Linked DNA regions of Macaca mulatta: region 2 is linked to region 1. Evidence: chromatin contacts called from public Hi-C data. All regions are on one chromosome and are shown on one strand. The core of a region is the stretch at or near the end of the contact, and the rest is flanking DNA. Distances in the headings are between cores, read along the strand shown.

The links. A called contact is a pair of places that touch in the nucleus more often than the background predicts.
Region 2: a Hi-C map of liver shows a contact between it and region 1, with 2.9 times the contacts expected there. The contact joins the enhancer-like site here to the promoter of SMAD7 in region 1. A contact is called at or near these places in 4 of 14 Hi-C or Micro-C datasets (cortical neurons, fetal cortex germinal zone, fetal cortical plate and 1 more).

Annotation. Positions count from the first base shown.
Region 1 is chr18:43,374,409-43,379,699 of T2T-MMU8v2.0, reverse strand. SMAD7 (SMAD family member 7) reads right to left here and starts at 1,275. Exons shown (of 4, transcript XM_015121923.3): 1 at 1-1,275.
Region 2 is chr18:43,557,310-43,562,188 of T2T-MMU8v2.0, reverse strand. The region is part of intron 9 of CTIF (cap binding complex dependent translation initiation factor); the gene reads left to right. Among named protein-coding and RNA genes, the nearest start is that of MIR4743, 110 kb to the left of the region's middle. Within about 2 kb of position 2,803, at least 3 of the 40 cell types and tissues checked have an H3K27ac peak or open chromatin away from gene starts, as enhancers often do. A contact at or near this core is called in liver, where this site is marked.

The DNA.
Region 1 (5,291 bases), core at 26-2,525:
GGGACGGCCGAGCCTGCCCCCGTCGGCGCCTCCCCAAAAAGAGGCCCCCCCGCAGTGGCTCCCGAATGTCGGGCTCGCCAGCCTCGGATTCCTACATGGAAGGTCCGCGGAGGCAAAAAAGCGAAAGGCGTTCGGCTGGGCTGCTGGAAGAAGGAAAAAGCCTCTTTCCCCCTTGCTAAGCAACTTAATTTGGGGGTGGGGAGAAGCAGGCAATTAAAAAAAAAAAAAGCAAGCACGCAATTTATTTTTTTTCTCTATATCCTTAGTAACCGGATCTCCTCGAATTCTGTGCACACGAAGACTCAGGGGAGGGGGCCGAGTGGACTTCACCCCGCATGAGATGTCTGGCGAAATAAGAAGGCTCTCGCAAAACCTAACAACCAAATATGCAAAGCCCCAAATGAAAAACACCACCTCCTCGAACCTCTGAGGTCTGGGGGCGTCCGGCTGGAGCTGGGGTTTAAAAAAAGAAAATGTTTACAAAGTATAACAAGATGTTTGAGGGGTGGAAAAATGTATCCACGAGTTACATCCCCCCCTTTTTTCCTTGCAAAGCCCCGCTGGTCTTCCTCTCCTTCTGCCAAAAAAAAAAAAAATCGTGTATTTTTTTAATCCACAGAAAGCTTTGGCTAGACCGCTTCAATCCTGCGCATCTGGGTGGTTTAGGGGAGTCTCTGGTCTTTCCTCCTGCGCTCCTGGGGGCCCAGGTCCTCGGCGGGGACTTCCTCGAGGCTGGCGGGGGCGCAGGGGCAGAAGATGCTGCGGCGGCGGCTGAGCCCGGCGGGGCTGACAGCGCGGGGGAGGGCGGCGCGGCGGCGGCGGCGGCGGAGGGCCCCAGGCGGGTCGCGCGTTCTCGCCCCCCCTGGGCACAAGCTGCTTGCTAGTGCGGGGGCCGCCGGTGTCCCTTCCCCTGGCCGCGGCTGCCCGCCGAGGGTCCCCGCATGGGCTGCTCGCCTGGCCCCAGCAGCGGCGGCAGGAGGCCCCGGTGTCCTCTCGGCGCCTCCTCCTCCGAGACTCTCCTCGTCGCGCCCGGGAGCCTCCTTGTCCCCGGTCCGCCCTCTCCTGGCGCTCTGGTCCTTCTGCCGCCGCCAGGGGCTCGCCGCGCCGCACTCTGGGGCTCAGGGGCCGGGCGTTCGGCGGCTCGGCGGCGGCGGACTGGCTCTGTCTCGGGCAGCTCTCTCCCGCGCGGCGAGCGGACCGAGCACGGCGCCCGGCTGGCTCGGCTGGCGCGGCTCGGGGACAAGATCTTCAGTGCGCCGAGCAGCAAGCGAGTGTGCCCAGACCTCGCCGCCTCCCGCAAGGCCTCCCGCCCCCGCCCCCGCCCCCTTCCCTCCCCCTTCCTCCCCCTTCCCTCCCCCGCCCCCAGCCGCCGCCGCCGCCGCCTCCTCCCCGCCCCCCCGCACCCCCCCTCCGGCCCTCTGCTCGGCTGGTTCCACTGCGCAGTGGCGCGCCCGGCTCCGGCCTCGTCACGTGGCCGTCTAGACACCCTGTCGCTTTAAAAAAAAAAAAAAAAAGCGATTGTGTTTCGCAAACAACAGATCGGGTTTCTAAAAGCTATTTCTCCCCCCAACCCCCCGCCACCGCCACCCCCTCCCGGGGCTGTAGATGGGGTACCGACGGAGGGGAGAGAGAGGTGGGGGGCAGAGAAGCTCCCAGAATCGATTGAGCCCCGGCGGGAGCCATGGAGAAATTGGAAAAGCAGGGAGCACCGAGCGGGCTTCGCTGCGAGTTTTGGAGCTTAGAGAGCCGGTCGGTGGCCCGATTTCGACCCGGCTGGGCTTCGCGGTGGCCATCTCGCGCGCGCTCGCTCTAGCGCTTCATTCATTGGTTTTGTTTTAAAGGCCCTGGCGGCGGATCCCTTGGCCGCGCCGGAGGGCAAGGGGAGGAGAGCGCTGTCTCGGTTTAAAAGACATTTATACGGGACTGGACCGAGGCCCCGGGAAGTGTGCGCTGAGGGGAACAGCCGCCGAGGGCGGGGAGGCGGCGTGAATATGACCTCAGCGGCGGCCGCGCGCTCCCTCCCGCCCTCTCCGCTCCGGGCTCCGGTTTCTAGGACTGCCTGGAGAAGTGTGTCTTGTGCACAGCTATGGAATGCATTTGGCCGGCTGACGAGCTGCGAGGGGCAGCCTCCTGGCGGGAGAAGGGGAGCGGGAGGCGGGGGCTCGCCTGCGCGCCGCCCGCAGGTTTCCTCCCGGGCCCGGAAGACCTCCGCCACCAGCCACCCTGCCTCCTGGCGCGGGAAGGTTACCCAGCGAGCAGACCTGCCTAGGGCATTTATTTGCATGCAGGGCCTGTTTCTGGGCCTCGTAGCTTTCAAGGTGCTTAGGGTCAGAGAGTTTATACCTTGACCCCAGGTCCCGAAGAAACATATACTCAAGCTGGCGAGTTACTGCATAGAAACGGGCATGGCATTGCTAGGGCATGAACGCATATACAGCGTGAAAGCTGATGGCTCTGAGAAACGTAATTATTTAAATACACACACATCAGTATTGATGAGGCCACTGGTTGGCATGGTGATCTAACCTCACTTCATATTCAGTGAAATACGATTTAAAAAAAAAAAAAAAAAGCCATTGAGAATTATGAGATCAGGCCCGCAGTGAAACTCATTGGGGGCTTTGAAGAATCTTTTTTCTTTTAAGAGTCTCACTCTTGACCCAGGCTAAAGTGCAGTGGCTCGATGTCGGCTTCCTGCAGCCTCTGCCTCCCCGGATCAAATGATTCTCCCACCTCAGCCTCTGGAGTAGCTGGAACTACAGGCGCTTGCCACCACACCTGGCTAATTTTTGTAATTTTTGGTAGTGACGCGGTTTCACCATGTTGGCCAGGCTGATCTGGAACTCCTGACCTCAAGTAATCTACCTGCCTCGACCTCTCAAACTGCTGGAAGTACAGGCGTGAGCCACTGCACCTGGCCTTAAAATAATCTTTAGAAAAGGTGAAATGTGCCGGGGCTTGGTGGCTCACGCTTGTAATCCCAGCATTTTGGGAGGCTGAGGCAGGTGGATCACCTGAGGTCAAGAGTTTGAGACCAGCCTGGCCAATATGGTGAAATCCCGTCTCTACTAAAAATACAAAAATTAAACAGGCAGGTGGCACGTGCCTGTAACCCCAGCTGAGACAGGAGAATTCCTTGAACCCGGGAGACGGAGGTTGCAGTGAGCCGAGATCGCACCACTGCACTCCATCCTGGGCAACAGAGTGAGACTCTGTCTCAAAAAAAAAAAAAAAAGAAAGAAAAGAAAAAAAAGAAAAAGATGAAATGTACATCTCCTCAGCTAAATTATATGTTCTTTTTTTTTTTTTTTTTTTTTTTTTGAGACGGAGTCTCGCTCTGTCACCCAGGCTGGAGTGCAGTGGCCGGATCTCAGCTCACTGCAAGCTCCGCCTCCCGGGTTCATGCCATTCTCCTGCCTCAGCCTCCCGAGTAGCTGGGACTACAGGCGCCTGCCACCTCGCCCGGCTAAGTTTTTGTATTTTTAGTAGAGACGGGGTTTCACTGTGTTAGCCAGGATGGTCTCGATCTCCTGACCTCGTGATCCGCCCGTCTCGGCCTCCCAAAGTGCTGGGATTACAGGCTTGAGCCACCGCGCCCGGCCAATTATATGTTCTTAAAAGGAAAAGGCAGGAATGAATCTTAGCCACCTTTAGAGCTCAAGCCCTCTCCCCCTCCAGCAATTAAAAAGACTTATAACATATTAATACAATAGTAGATGCTTAATAAATAATTAGAAATCAACACTTAGGGCTTAAGGGGCATTTGGACCCTTCCTCCACCCCACCAAAAGTACCTTTGGTAACATACATTCCAGAAGAAATCAGCAACATTGCTTACATGATCATCTCCAGGCAAGGAGATCCTAACACTTATTGACTTGGAAGACAGTAGGATGCCCCAAGCAGTACAGAACCCTATTGGACAGGACAGAAGCTGCCATTCTGAACATTTACTGTGTAAGGCCACATAAGCTGCAGTTGTATAACATCATAATTTTATTGTAAATTAAAATATGGCTTGTTGAAAAGGGCATGGAAACCTTGTGTGTGTGTATAAAACATTCTAAGAAGCAACCTGTGAAGACAGCAGCCGAGAAAGCACAGAAGAGAATGGAGAAAGGGTGTAATCCCAGCACTTTGGGAGGCCTATCACAATAGGCAACGGAAGACGAAAGAGACAGAAATGGGATTTTTAAGGTGTCTGGGAAATGTATCATATTTTCCCCTTAGAAAGGCTTAGAAAGAGTACCAGACTAGAGGTCAGAAAATCTGATTCCAGGCTGGGGCGTTGTCACTCACTGGTTAAGCAACTTGGGCCAACAGCAATCCCCACATTAGGCGAGCACTTGGCAGCGTTTATAAGGTTTTCTGGGCAAGTTTCTGCCCTCGAGGGTCCCATCCCCTCTCTGTTCTGGGTCTCCCTAAAAGATCTTCACTTTTTTAGAGTGGTTAGACCAGGCTTCATAGCAACAGAAAGGACTTCAATAAGCAGAGAAAGCAGAGGTCATAATTCTAATTAAGCTTCTTGGCTAAATGGAGAATCTGAAGAATCTTTTGGAGATCTGGCCAGTAGTGCTAAGGCTCTGTAATGAGAGGCCGGAGCACACACAGGGCAGGTAAGTTTCATGGGTGTTTCAGGAACGGAGTCTGACGTCACGGTTTGTCTAGGTGGAACATGCACGTACTTGCAGAGATATGTTCCCATATAGTGTAATTGTAGGTGTATTAATTCAGGTGTCACCCCTCTCTACACGGCTTTCCTCTTCCATTTTGCTACCCTAGGTAGAAGCTGGGTGCGGTGCTTAGCAAGTAGCTACAATGATTGGTGCTGCTTTATAGCTCCCTGGCATCCCCTGAATCAGTTAACATCCCAACCTGCCTGATAGCCCCACCCCATCACATTCTTATTCCTCTCCTCTCCAAGAAAGAAGCCAGAAGCCTGGCAGTAGAGGAACTCCCGGCAGGCTGGTGTGCCTAGAAAGGTAGCTTCTTTCTTTCCGTTCCAAAGGCACAAAGGAGGCCAGCAAACGCCGTTTCAGACTATTCTGACCCTTAAGAAAAAGTTTAAGAGTTCACCAAACTATTGTGAATGAATTTGATTCTAATCATTTGCTGGCAGGGAATATGGAATAAAATAGCTCATTTGCAGTTGTTTATTTCCTGTTGTGGCTTCTATTTTCATCTTTTAGTCGCTTTGGTGATAGTAATCAAACCCTAATCATGGTGCCGCCACAAGTCACAGAGACCAAAATAACTTGCAGCAGAGTTATGACAAACAAGGATGGAATCAG
Region 2 (4,879 bases), core at 1,554-4,053, 180 kb before region 1:
CTGTGTTTCCAGGGGTTGCTGAGTCTCTGAACTTTCTGGGCCTCTGGAGGCCAAGGGTACCTGAAGAAACCCCTGCACTCTCCATTCGCCCTAGTCCCTATGAAACCACACAGGCTGCTGGCCCTGATTCCCATCTCCTGCTTGCATCCTCTCCCTCTTCTCAGACCCCCTCCCTTATTTCTGCACACCCACTGCTGAGCCGATGTGCACTCCAGGCATGTAAACTAATTTTAATGTTGGCCCAAGCCAGGCACACCCAGGGATAGAAGCACATTGTTCTGTGCATTCCAAAGCCTGAGCAAAAGCCCTGGCCATATACACATCGAGCTCCCCTCCACCAGTTGCTAGAAATCAGAAAGGCTGAAGCAAAGGGCCAGAGGCAGTGCAAGCCGCTTTCCCCATGGGCAGGCTGCGCAGAAGCTTGCAAAAGCCCAGAAAAGGGCTGTTTTTCTAAAAATGGCTGGCATCTGAGCTCCTGCTCTGCCCCCCACAGGTCATCTGTCCCCATGCTGAAGGCTGTGCCCTGCAAGGGACATGCAGAGTTGCCACACATATTTCCCTGAAGGTGGGCATCAACAGGCCTCGGCAGGTTGGCCTGGCATCACAGGAGGCCAGCAGTCACAGGAGCTTGACCCCTGCCCACGATTCTGTGGCAGCCCTGGGCTCCCCCAACAGGAAGAGCCGATGCCTGACTCCTATCCATGTTCTTTGCCCCCGCTGCCAGAGCCACAGTGGGTAGGAGCCGTGTGCCTCATTGCCCTGCACTTGCTTTGGAATGAGTAAATATGACCTGCTTTTCTCCAATCTTTATTTCTTCTCAATGCTTATTGGGCACCTGCTATATACCATGCACTGTGGCGGATCCTGTATGTCTCTGTTCACTTGCCCTGTGCTGTGGTCTTTCAATCTGTGCAAATCTGAAGCATTGCATTCAAGGACCCAGGTGGGATACCCTCAAAGTCAGTGCTTAGACCAGATCGCCCTGACTGTTCAGTTTGGGTGGGGCGGAGGAACACGTGGCTTCCAGGAGTGCTAAGCCTGTGGTTCTCTCTGGAGCTTTGAAGTGCTCAGTGAGACAGAGCAGCCAATGACCGGATCATAAACAAGCATTTTGATTTTTGAATCCAAAAATAAGCAGAGGAAAGAAAATGACCACTGATCCTCAGCCAGTCCTGGAAGGTGCCCAGAACAGCAGCATGCCAGGTGTCCCGTCATCATATCATGAGGGGGGCCTTGGGTGCCATTGCTGTGCCAACTACCGCTCCAGGCCCCCAGGGACCAGCGAGCTTCCTGCAAAACCAAGTGCCCAGCTTCCTGCCTCTGCGTCACTGCCATATTCTTCAAAATCACAGAGAGCCCTGCTCCTGAGAAAGCCCAAAATGGGCTTTTACAAGTCTCATGGGCAGTCTACTGCAGGCCTTGTCAGAGACTCTAGATGTGCAGAGGCTGAGTGAGCCTTGGACAAAAGTCACTCCTTTCCCATGAAAAGTGGCCATTGCCGTGTTGTTAGGAGTGTGGGTGGCTCAGGAGGGGAGAGCAAGACCAGCCTGCAGCTTCACGAATCAGGTCAGCTGGGCCATCTGGAGCAGACAGGTGCGGGTCGTGCCCCTGAATCTCGTTTCTCTAGACAGGATTTCTTGCCCCGAGGCAGCAACGCTGAGGCCTGAGGAGCAGCAGACCTGCGCAGTAGCATTGACTGCTGTCTCGATGCTGATCTTGAGCATTTAAAACATGTCTCTGCACCCGAGTTTCTGTCCTGGGAGGGATGATTGGGTTGTGGTAGAGCTTAAATGAGGTAATGTGTGCACAGACCCCAGCTCTGAGCCACACCAGTCAGATGGCTCCATCAGTGTGGGTGCCCTGCCCTGATGGGATGAACTGGGAGGCCCTTCTAACTTTATCCCATCCTAAATTCCCAAAGACCACCCCATGCCTCAGTCTTGGGCAGCATTTCCATTTCCCCCTCCTACGCTGATTAAGTGTGGAACAACGAGGTCCGGCAATGAGTGCTTTTAGACTATTGTCTTCATGGGCAGTGGGCCCAGGATTGACAGGTGTATTCTTCCTCCTAGTCAAATCTGCCTCCTCCAGGAAGCCTTCCCTGATCTCCCAGCCCAGGGACCTCACCTTCCTCTGACCCTTGAACATTTACCGTGTGTCCCTTTCATGGAGTCTTCTGGGCTCCCCTGTTTAAGCTTTTCTTTTCTGAGACTTGTGTCCGTGGATGTCTTGGGGCAAAGCTTGTGTCTGGGTCATCTTTGTGTCCCACCACCATATTGGTACACACTAGGTATTCAGCAGGCGTCAGCTGGCTGGCTCCAGGAGCTTCCTTCTGTGGGGAGGAAGGAGCTGGGTAGACAGGCTTGGGAATAGCACAGGCCACAGCCACAAAAGGGAATGGCCTGGGGTTTTCTCCCTCTCGCTTCTGGGCCAGAAGAGCTTTACCCAGGTCAGGAATTATTTCACCATCACCCGTGTCTCTTGCCAGACCGTGTCCTCTTCCCTGCATGCCCTCACCCCCCACCCCGGGTTCATTTTCCCTGCTAAATCCCCTGATAGAACTTGGCCGGGCATTGCCCTGTCTGAGGCTGCCACGCTGAAGCAAGCCCTGCAGATAAGTGGGTTACCGGAGAAGGCCAGCTCGGGTGTCCCAGGCCCCAGAGGGTCACCCCTGGCTGGCTGGCAGTTCACCCCCAGCACCTCCTCCTCCTCCTTCCCCGGAGCCAGGCAGGCAGGAGACAGCAGATCTTCCCCGCAGCTCTGTAAGTGGCCGGCCCCCAGCCGCCGCGGGGAATCTGAGCTATGCTAAGCGGCTCCAGATCGCAGCATCTCTGCCCTGCCCGGGCACGGCCAGCCCAGACAGGGCGCCTCTACCTGCCGTGGTTGCTGCTGGAAAGCTGGCACCGCCTGGGCCGATGGAAAAAATCTCCCTGCGGGTTATGTAACTGCTCACCGCCCTGTCCCTGGCTCCCCAGGGAGGCTCCCAGCCACTACCAAGGGGGAACGGTGGCCCCTGGGCAGGAAGGGGACTGCAGAGGGTCACTCTTTCAAAAGGAAGAAAATTGTGTTGAGTTATCTGAGGTCCTCCTCTGGAACCAGCCTGTGCACGGCCCCAAGGTGTTTCCTGAAAATGCGTAAGGAGCTCAGAGGCCTGCCCCAGCAGTATAGCAAGGAAAGAGCTAGACCTAGCGGGAGGGAGTGGCCACAGAGGAGGAAGAGGGCAGAACAGTTTTGTTACTGTTTTTCTTTTCTTTTCTTTTCTTTTCTTTTCGGCAAATTATTATTGCAGTAAAATATACCATAAAATTCACCATCTTAACTAGTTTTAAGTGCACAGTTCAGCAGTACCCCGCACACCCACAATGTTGGACAATGCCCATGACCATCCCCCACCCCCCCACCAAACCCTCTCATCACCCCAAACAAAAGCCCTGTACCCACCATAACTCCCCTACAGCAATAACTCCCCTGCAGCCTCCCCTCCATCTTCCATCTCCATGAATTCACCCACTCTACAAATAGCACACACAGGATATCATACAGTATTTTTCTTTTTGTGTCTGGCATATTTCACTTCACATCGTGGTTTCAAGATTTATTCATGTGTCAGAATTCCCTTCTTTTTCATGGCTGGCTAATATTCCATTTTGTGTCTATACCACATTTTTTTTATCCATTTATCTGTCAATGCGCACTTGGTTTTCTCCCACTTTTTGGCTATTGTGATTCATGCTGATAGGAGCATGCACGCACAAATATCTGTTTGAGTCCCCGCTTTTGATTCTTTGGGGTATATACCTAGAAGTGGAATTACTGGATCTTATGGAAATTTTATCTTTAACTTTTTGAGTATCTGCCAAACTGTTTCCAGGAAGGATGTTTTTGATGGGGGAAATATCATGAATCAAGAGCCAAAGAAATGACACAAGTGAGGGACAATAAGGACACTGCCTTACTGAAATTCAGCTGAGAGCTGGAGGAAGTCTATAAGGTGGACTGACTAAGAGGCAGAAGGATCTGGACTTTATAAAGTGGGACTCAGGGAGCCATTGTGGGTTCTTGAGATGTAGTTCCAGGATCGATTAAAAATCATAGACCAGTGTAGACTTGCAGGAATGGTCTACAGGTCATCCAATCCAATCCCCTCGTATTAATTATAGATGAGAGATGAGGCCTGGGGAGGTTGAAAGAGGCCATGTTTTAGGAAGACATGTTGATAGGTCATAGGATGATGGACTTAAAGATGTTTTACATTAGAGAGCCAGGGGTTCTAGGTGGCTGTGGTGATCTCTTGTGGAGCTTGAGCCTGCCCCTCAAAGACCTGAGTCGTGATGGCAGGCCTCATTTCCCCGTCCTACTCTCAGGAGCATGCTCTCTGGCCCCTGGCGCATGGAACTGTGGCATTCCCACCACTGCCCCCACCAGGCCAGAGCCAGGAGCTGGGGTTGCCTGCCATGGGGGCAGTGTAGGAACTGTGCTCCCCTAGCTGTGGTCTCCTTCCTTCAGTAAGTGCTCCAAGAGCTTCTTGGTGGGCTCCAAGAGCTTCTGGGACAAGTCAGTGAGCATCTTCGAACCAAAGCCCCTGGGTGAGCAGGCTTCCCCAGCCAGGGGTGCATAGCCTGGGCCCCTAACATTGGCCTGCGGGCCGCTGATGGGAAGAATGGATAGGGAATCTGCACAGCGTGCCCCACCTCTGACCCTGGTGCCCCTCCCCACACTGCTGGGGGCTTATTTCCTTGTCGCCCTTCTCCCATACCGACCTGCGTGGGCTGTGTTTCTGATGCCTAGAATGAACCAGAAGGGAGTTGAGGACAGAGGGGGAGAGGAACAGGAAGACGAGATGACAGGACAACTCTTTCAACAGCCAGCAGCAATGCCA